Linked DNA regions of Gossypium hirsutum: region 2 is linked to region 1. A link is a contact called in public Hi-C data. All regions are on one chromosome and are shown on one strand. Each heading gives the region's core, a stretch centred on a gene start, on an enhancer-like site or on the middle of the called end of the contact. The rest is flanking DNA. Distances are from core to core; before and after follow the strand shown. Region 1 holds the start of LOC107949270 (NAC domain-containing protein 1). Region 2 holds the start of LOC107933797.

Evidence for each region. Hi-C and Micro-C count contacts between places; a contact is called where the count stands out from the background.
Region 2: a Hi-C map of hypocotyl shows a contact between it and region 1, with 4 times the contacts expected there. The contact joins the promoter of LOC107933797 here to the promoter of LOC107949270 in region 1. A contact is called at or near these places in 5 of 34 Hi-C or Micro-C datasets (callus, hypocotyl and leaf).

Annotation. Positions count from the first base shown.
Region 1 is chrA04:68,514,107-68,517,499 of Gossypium_hirsutum_v2.1, forward strand. LOC107949270 (NAC domain-containing protein 1) reads left to right here and starts at 1,370. Exons shown (of 3, transcript XM_016883997.2): 1 at 1,370-1,791; 2 at 1,908-2,188; 3 at 2,288-3,200. The coding sequence starts at 1,587. The coding sequence ends at 2,842.
Region 2 is chrA04:68,670,764-68,674,352 of Gossypium_hirsutum_v2.1, forward strand. LOC107933797 reads left to right here and starts at 2,133. Exons shown (of 2, transcript XM_016866080.2): 1 at 2,133-2,507; 2 at 2,637-3,422. The coding sequence starts at 2,136. The coding sequence ends at 3,152. It overlaps LOC107933786 (polyubiquitin), which reads left to right. Exons shown (of 1, transcript XM_016866070.2): 1 at 1-437. The coding sequence ends at 293.

The DNA of each region.
Region 1 (3,393 bases), core at 120-2,619:
CACTACTCAATTTCTACTTGCAATTATTGATTTTAGACCTAAAAAATTTAATTAAATTTTGATACATAATTCTGAAATCTTTTCATGTTTGGACTCAAATTTGGTTGGATTCACTCATTTTCACTGTTTGCATTATAAAATATTTTAAAAATATGTTAACATTAGTATTTTACTCTAAAATATTAATGTTAATAAAAAAATTCTTTAAAATATATTTTTACTCACAATTTAAATTATTTAAATTCAAATTAAATCAAACTAAATTAAAATTAAAAAATAAAATTATTTCAATGAAGCATTCGAGATAGAAACAAGTATAGACGGAAGTGGCGGGTAGAGCCAAAGTATATAAATGGATCAAGCGTAGGACAAATTATGTATGAAATTAGAAAGATGAAGATTAAGCTCAATCAAAATAAGATATTGCATAATTGCCCATTTGCATACAAAGTAGATTTAGCCATAAATTGTTTATGGTCGACAGTCATTCTTTGGTCATGCTGGCAATGTCATAACCGACGCTTGTTCAACAATTTTCACTTTAAATAAACATCTTATCATCAAAATATTTTTATTTAATATGTATATCAAGACAACTTATTTAAGGTCCAATCACTTTTTTTTTTAAGTTTAAGGTCCAATCACTCTTGTTCCTCGTATGGAGCAATAATAATTGCAAAAATCTATTTGCCAGTCCATTTTACAAATGCTCTTTTGTCCATATATAACACTCAAATTTTGGAATTAGTATTCCTTCCGGTCACCTCGATTTTTGGAATTATTATTATTATTTCTCTGTAGCCTCTTGATCGGCAAATGGTTATGGGGTTAAGCGAAAAAATCTTGGGGCAAAATCAAATTATAAATTTGATAATCATAATTTTATTATTCTTAGACAATCAAAGTATAAACTTAACTTAAATTTGTAAGATTTTAAAGGTGGCCCCTAAATTGGTTAAGCTAATCAAGACAAGTGTCACAAAAACATGATCGAAATGAGGTAATTATCCTTTGTAAGTTCATTATTCTCATGTCTCGTAAAATAAGCCAATACATTGGCACTTAGCATTAGCAGACAATATCAAAGGGGGGCTCCAATACACTGGGGGCCTTAGGTTCCAACCCTAATATATATACATGACTGACTGCTGAAATCAGTTGTAGATTTGGCCTAGTTATGTTATGATGACGTGAAGTACTTGGAACCGGTTTGGCATACACATTGTGACAAAACATGTCTATCCAAGAATTTCTGTTCCAAACAGGGTTCAAATATATGGACAAATCCGTAGCTTTCCAATCTCTTTCCATGAAATTTTACAAATAGGTTTTTTTAGCCATTTTTTTTTATTAATAGCCTTAAGCAACGTCCACATCTGCATGGAGATATATGTAGAGGAACCACCCTATATAATCTTTGCACGGTACTCTTCCTATATTTACAACTATTTCCATTCGATAGTATCGGTGGAGAGACCATTAATCCCTAGGGTTCTTTTTCTTTTCTTTTTTCTTTTTTTTTTCTTTTTAATTTTTCATCCATTATTTGATCATCACCTCCAACTCCAAGAATAATAGTAATAATAATGTTGGGTGGCTCTTCAATGGAGGAAATACCAGCTGCTGGTAATAACTCATCAGAGATCCAGCTTCCTCCTGGTTTTAGATTCCACCCTTCTGATGAAGAGCTCATAGTTCATTACTTGAAAAACAAAGTGACTTCCAACCCTCTTCCAGCTTCTATTATAGCTGAGATTGATTTATACAAATATAATCCATGGGAGCTTCCAAGTATGTATATGCATATGTATACTAATTAGAAAGGGTTCTTGTAAACTGTACTGATTAGCTCTATCTGGTTTGTTTATTTGTGATCTATCTATCTATCTATCTATCTATAGTTAAAGCTTTGTTTGGAGAAGATGAATGGTTTTTTTTCTCTCCAAGAGACCGGAAGTATCCGAACGGGGCGAGGCCTAATAGAGCGGCAGCTTCGGGGTATTGGAAGGCGACGGGGACGGATAGACCGATCCTAACGTTGTGTGGAACCAAGAGTATTGGAGTGAAGAAAGCTCTGGTATTCTACAAAGGACGTCCACCTAAAGGGACTAAGACAGAGTGGATCATGCACGAGTATAGGCTGCTTGAAACCATGATTTGGACTCCCAAACGAAACGGATCTATGAGGGTAACAACTAAGACCATGTGGACCGTATAGCTAATTTATGTGATGAATTATGAATGATGATAATCGATTTTCTTTTCTTTTTTTTTTTTATGTTAACAGTTAGATGATTGGGTGCTTTGTCGAGTGAGGCAAAAAGCCAGCATACAAAGGAACAGTTGGGAAGATAGAAATATTAGCAGTCATGAACCAGCTGATAGCTTCTATGTCCCCAATTCCATTGAGCCATGGCCTTCCAACACAAACCACAACGTTGATATCGGCAAAACCTACCTATTCAATGACTGCCCTATGTTGCCTTACATTTTTGCATCTCAAGACCTTCCTTGCTTTGACACAACCTCCAGCATTAGCTTCCAAAGCAGTTACAAATCTTGCACTTCCCTCCAGGAAGCCAATTCTGGCAACAACAACATGCAGATTTCATTTTCGTTCCTACAAAACCTGTTTAACCCTTTGAAAAGAGAGTCCATGGAGGAAGGTAGTTTTGTCCCAACCAGCTGTAAGAAGCTCAAGAATACTGAGAAAGATTGCAGTGAAATGAACTTTTATAGATCAAACCATTTGGAAAACAGTGATTCTAGTCCACATCAATGGAATCCAATGATGCAGTATGATCAAAAACTTAATCTCCCGGGTTTTACTGAAACTGACTAAAGAAAGCATGGGATTATACATATGGGGTAAAAAAAGGTGTACATAAAATTATCAATGGTTTCTATAGTTTGTTGAGGTGAAGGTGTGCAGTTAGATATACAGTAGTTTCTACTTACGGCCCGGGTGGAGATGATACATTTGTACGTAAATTACTAGGGTGATTTCGAGATCTTCATTTATGTTTATTTATTAAAAATTTCAGATTGTAATTTGTATCAATGTACATACATAGTATGACAAGTACATATGGTAAAACAATAAATGCCATACTGGCTACACCAGAGCTCAGACTAAAGCTCATGTAATTTCTATCATTGTACACACATAGTATTACAACTACATGGTTTTATTGTATCAATGTACTTCTGTTGTTTTTTTTTTTTTTTACAAAATTTAAACATTGTTACCTAAACTAAAAAAAAAAATTCCCTTTGTTTCTAGAGAAGTTATTTTCTTAAAATATTTTAAAAACTTTTTTTTTCAAAAAAATTATACTCTCTATTTCAATAAAAACATCAACTTTTTTAAATATTTTAATTAATTAAATATTA
Region 2 (3,589 bases), core at 883-3,382, 160 kb after region 1:
CTGATTATAACATCCAGAAGGAATCGACCCTTCACCTTGTTTTGAGGCTTCGTGGAGGCATGCAGATTTTCGTTAAGACATTGACTGGGAAAACAATCACATTGGAGGTGGAAAGTTCGGATACAATTGATAATGTGAAGGCGAAGATTCAGGACAAGGAAGGTATCCCTCCAGATCAGCAAAGGCTCATCTTTGCTGGAAAGCAATTGGAGGATGGGAGGACTTTAGCTGATTATAACATTCAGAAAGAGTCCACCCTTCACCTTGTTCTTCGTCTCCGTGGTGGGCAGTGAGAAGTTAATTCTTCTTTTGTCTTTGTTCTAGCTTAAGATGGTCGCAAATAAGCCTTTAGGAAAGTGCCTATTTTCTTATCTCTTAATGTAACATGTTAAGCTAAGTAAACCTTCTGTTTGGAATAAAAGTTTGGTGATTTCGTATCTGCTAATTAATTGCTGAATCAAATCTTTTCAATGCAATGATCACTGTTGAAATGGGTAATTTGTGATGCTTAATGTATTGTAAATTAGAAAAAAAATCAGTGTTGACACAGCAAAGAACCACATGATTGGGCTGCCAGCATTAGATGAAATGTTACTTGATAGTTTTTTATGTCTTGCAAAGCAAGACATAAAAAGGGATCAAAGCAATGAAGATTTAGAAACAAAGGTAGAACTTATCATCTCATATTTAAGCAGCTCTTAAGCATATTTGCTACTTGTTTTATCAACTTCGGTCTTGAAAACAAGTACTATTCTTGTTCTTCGAACACTCAGGACTTGGATTTTATTTTGTGGAAAACAAGACGTGTGTTATGAAATTTTCATATATCTGTACATAAGCTCTGCAACAAAGACAGAGGCAGGTTCTCTGAAAAATCAAAACACAATTTTTATAATGTGTACAGATGGAGTTGGAGAAATGAGAAGTTCTATTGTGTTGCCAATGCAGCTGATTAAGTTTCAATATGGAAAGACTAAAGTACTTTTGTGGTGTCTATTTTAGGCTAATATTTCTACCCATATCAACTTTGTTTCATTGGAAATGCCTACTCCTACTCTAGACACAAAGAACATACATGTTTTTCTTTTCTGAGACTACCCATTAACCCTTCTTCTCAATTTCAAATCGTAAGTCCTATCCAACATATTGATTTAAAATCCAATTTCTTGACTTATGGGTATCATGAAAAATATTGATAAATAGTTATCATTTTATATTTTCAAGGAAAATTAAATGGAAAGCAAAAAGAAAAAGCTACTAACTTTTAGAGTAGTTTGGAAAGTTAATGAGTCCATGAAAAGCCATAGGTCTAAAGCTCACGATCATTTTGGGCTAACTTCCAAGTTACAGTAGAAATTGCTTAATCTAAACCGCCATAAATTCCAAAATCTTGGGAAAACGTAAAGAAAAAGGGTCATTCCGAGAATTGAACTCGGGACCTCTCGCACCCTAATCGAGAATCATACTACTAGACCAAATGCCCTAATTGATTTTTGCTCATGACATCAAAATATTAAAGAAAGATTCCAAAATTATATATGATATTTTAATTATAATTTAAATATATACGCAAAATTTTAATTTTGATTTAAGTAAAACATATTTAAAAAAATAAACTCATAAATTTATTTTTATATTGAATTAATATAATTATTTGTGCATGTAATATATAAACATAAAATAATGTTATATCAATATAATTATTAATAATTTATAAGAATTGAACCAAATCAAAATTTCATTTATAAAATTATACAAAATTAAAATTTATGTATAAAATTACATATTAAATTAATATTCAAATAATTTGCGTTAATTATTTGTGTGTGTACAGAAGATATAATCTTCAAGCTAACATAAAGCGGATATTAATTGCAATGTTTAAAGAGACGTTTGTGAGTCATGAGTTATGAGTTGCTGGATTATTTCGGTTCACTATCCATGATTTGTCCTGATTGGAGCTTCAATTAGAAAGCAGATTATATTTGACAATGGGCGATTACGAGAGTTGATACCACCTGCTTGTCCTGGGTTGGTTTAGAGTCCCCCTTGGTGGTCCACTATTATGACATACAGAATCAACATGACTGCAACAAATAGTATCCATATCATGTATATGGGTCTCTTACGAAAAGATGTGGAGTTGGATGAATCCATGGCCATCACCACATCTTCCACTGCCCAAAGGTTCCACCACTTCTATATTCCAATGCTTTTCCTTATTCTTTCAACACCATACAACCCCCACACTGATGCTGATAAATAACCCTCTCTCCCTCCATGTATTCCCCCCTCCCCCTTTTTTCTCAATGGCTAATAACCTCTCTTTATGTCTCGTAGGAGCCATGGATCGTCTCTGGTTTCAACAGATTATTCTTTTCCCAGACCCCTTTTCACCATATTTCCCCCTTGAACCAAAGCAGCCCCTCTCAGAATCTACCACTACAAGCTCATCATCTTCAAGCCTCTCTTTATCATCTGTTGCAGACCAAGAAATACCAGCGCTGGTAAACAGTAATAATAATAATAAAATGAATGAAAAAGAACTATGCTCATCAAGTTCAACACTCTTGAAATATGTTTCTTATTTTTTGTTTCATTTTTGCTGTTGTTTTTCATGGTGATCAAATTCTTAGGATGATCCTAAAAAAGAGGAAAAACAATTGAAGAAAAGATCAAGAAGAGGGAATCTTAGTCGTTCACATTCTCCATCACAATCGACTCATAAACATCAGAGGATTAACCATCAATGCAAACTGCAAAAATCCACGAGTTGTAGGAGCTTGAAAGACTTGGAACTGGAAGAAGTAAAAGGGTTCATGGATCTTGGATTTGTATTCACAAAAGAGCACTTGAACGCCAGGATGATTAGTGTTATCCCCGGCTTGCTCAGACTTGGATTTTCCAGAACTAAACGGATCCATAATGAAGTCAATGTTGATGCTGACCAACTATCTAAAGACGATGATATTGAACAAGAAGAGAAGAGAGGTGTTATAAGACCATATTTATCAGAAGCTTGGCTGATTAAAAGACCCGATTCTCCTTTGCTGAATCTAAGAGTACCAAGGGTCTCTGCTGCTGCTGATATGAAGAAACATCTCAAGTTTTGGGCTAGAACTGTTGCATATGTAGTTCAACAAGATTCATAAAACAAGAGAGCAGATCCCAACTTCGAACCTAAATCTACCACACAACTAGGTCTATAGCTAGCTGCAACTGTAAAAAGAGGAGTTTGTAATAAAAAAGTCATAAAAGATAGTGTACTCTAAATAAAAGATGAGCCAAAAGCTCTTTTTGTCACCATTTTTAACTACTAGTAGTGGTTAGGATAAATGGAAAAAACTTTAAAAAGGATCTTTTTCTTTTGTTATATTGAGTCATCCAAATTGCTGAAAAGATAAGGCAAACCAAAAAAGGAAGATGATCATGATGGTCCTACCATGTTCCGGGTTGAGAAAGAATCAGAAACAGTAATAATAGGAAACATGGCTTTTAACATCCGCCAAGAGCTAGCTCCATTTCTACTGTTCTATCCCAAGTTTTGTCTGCATTTGATGTTGAGAATGTCCATGCCCATGCATATATG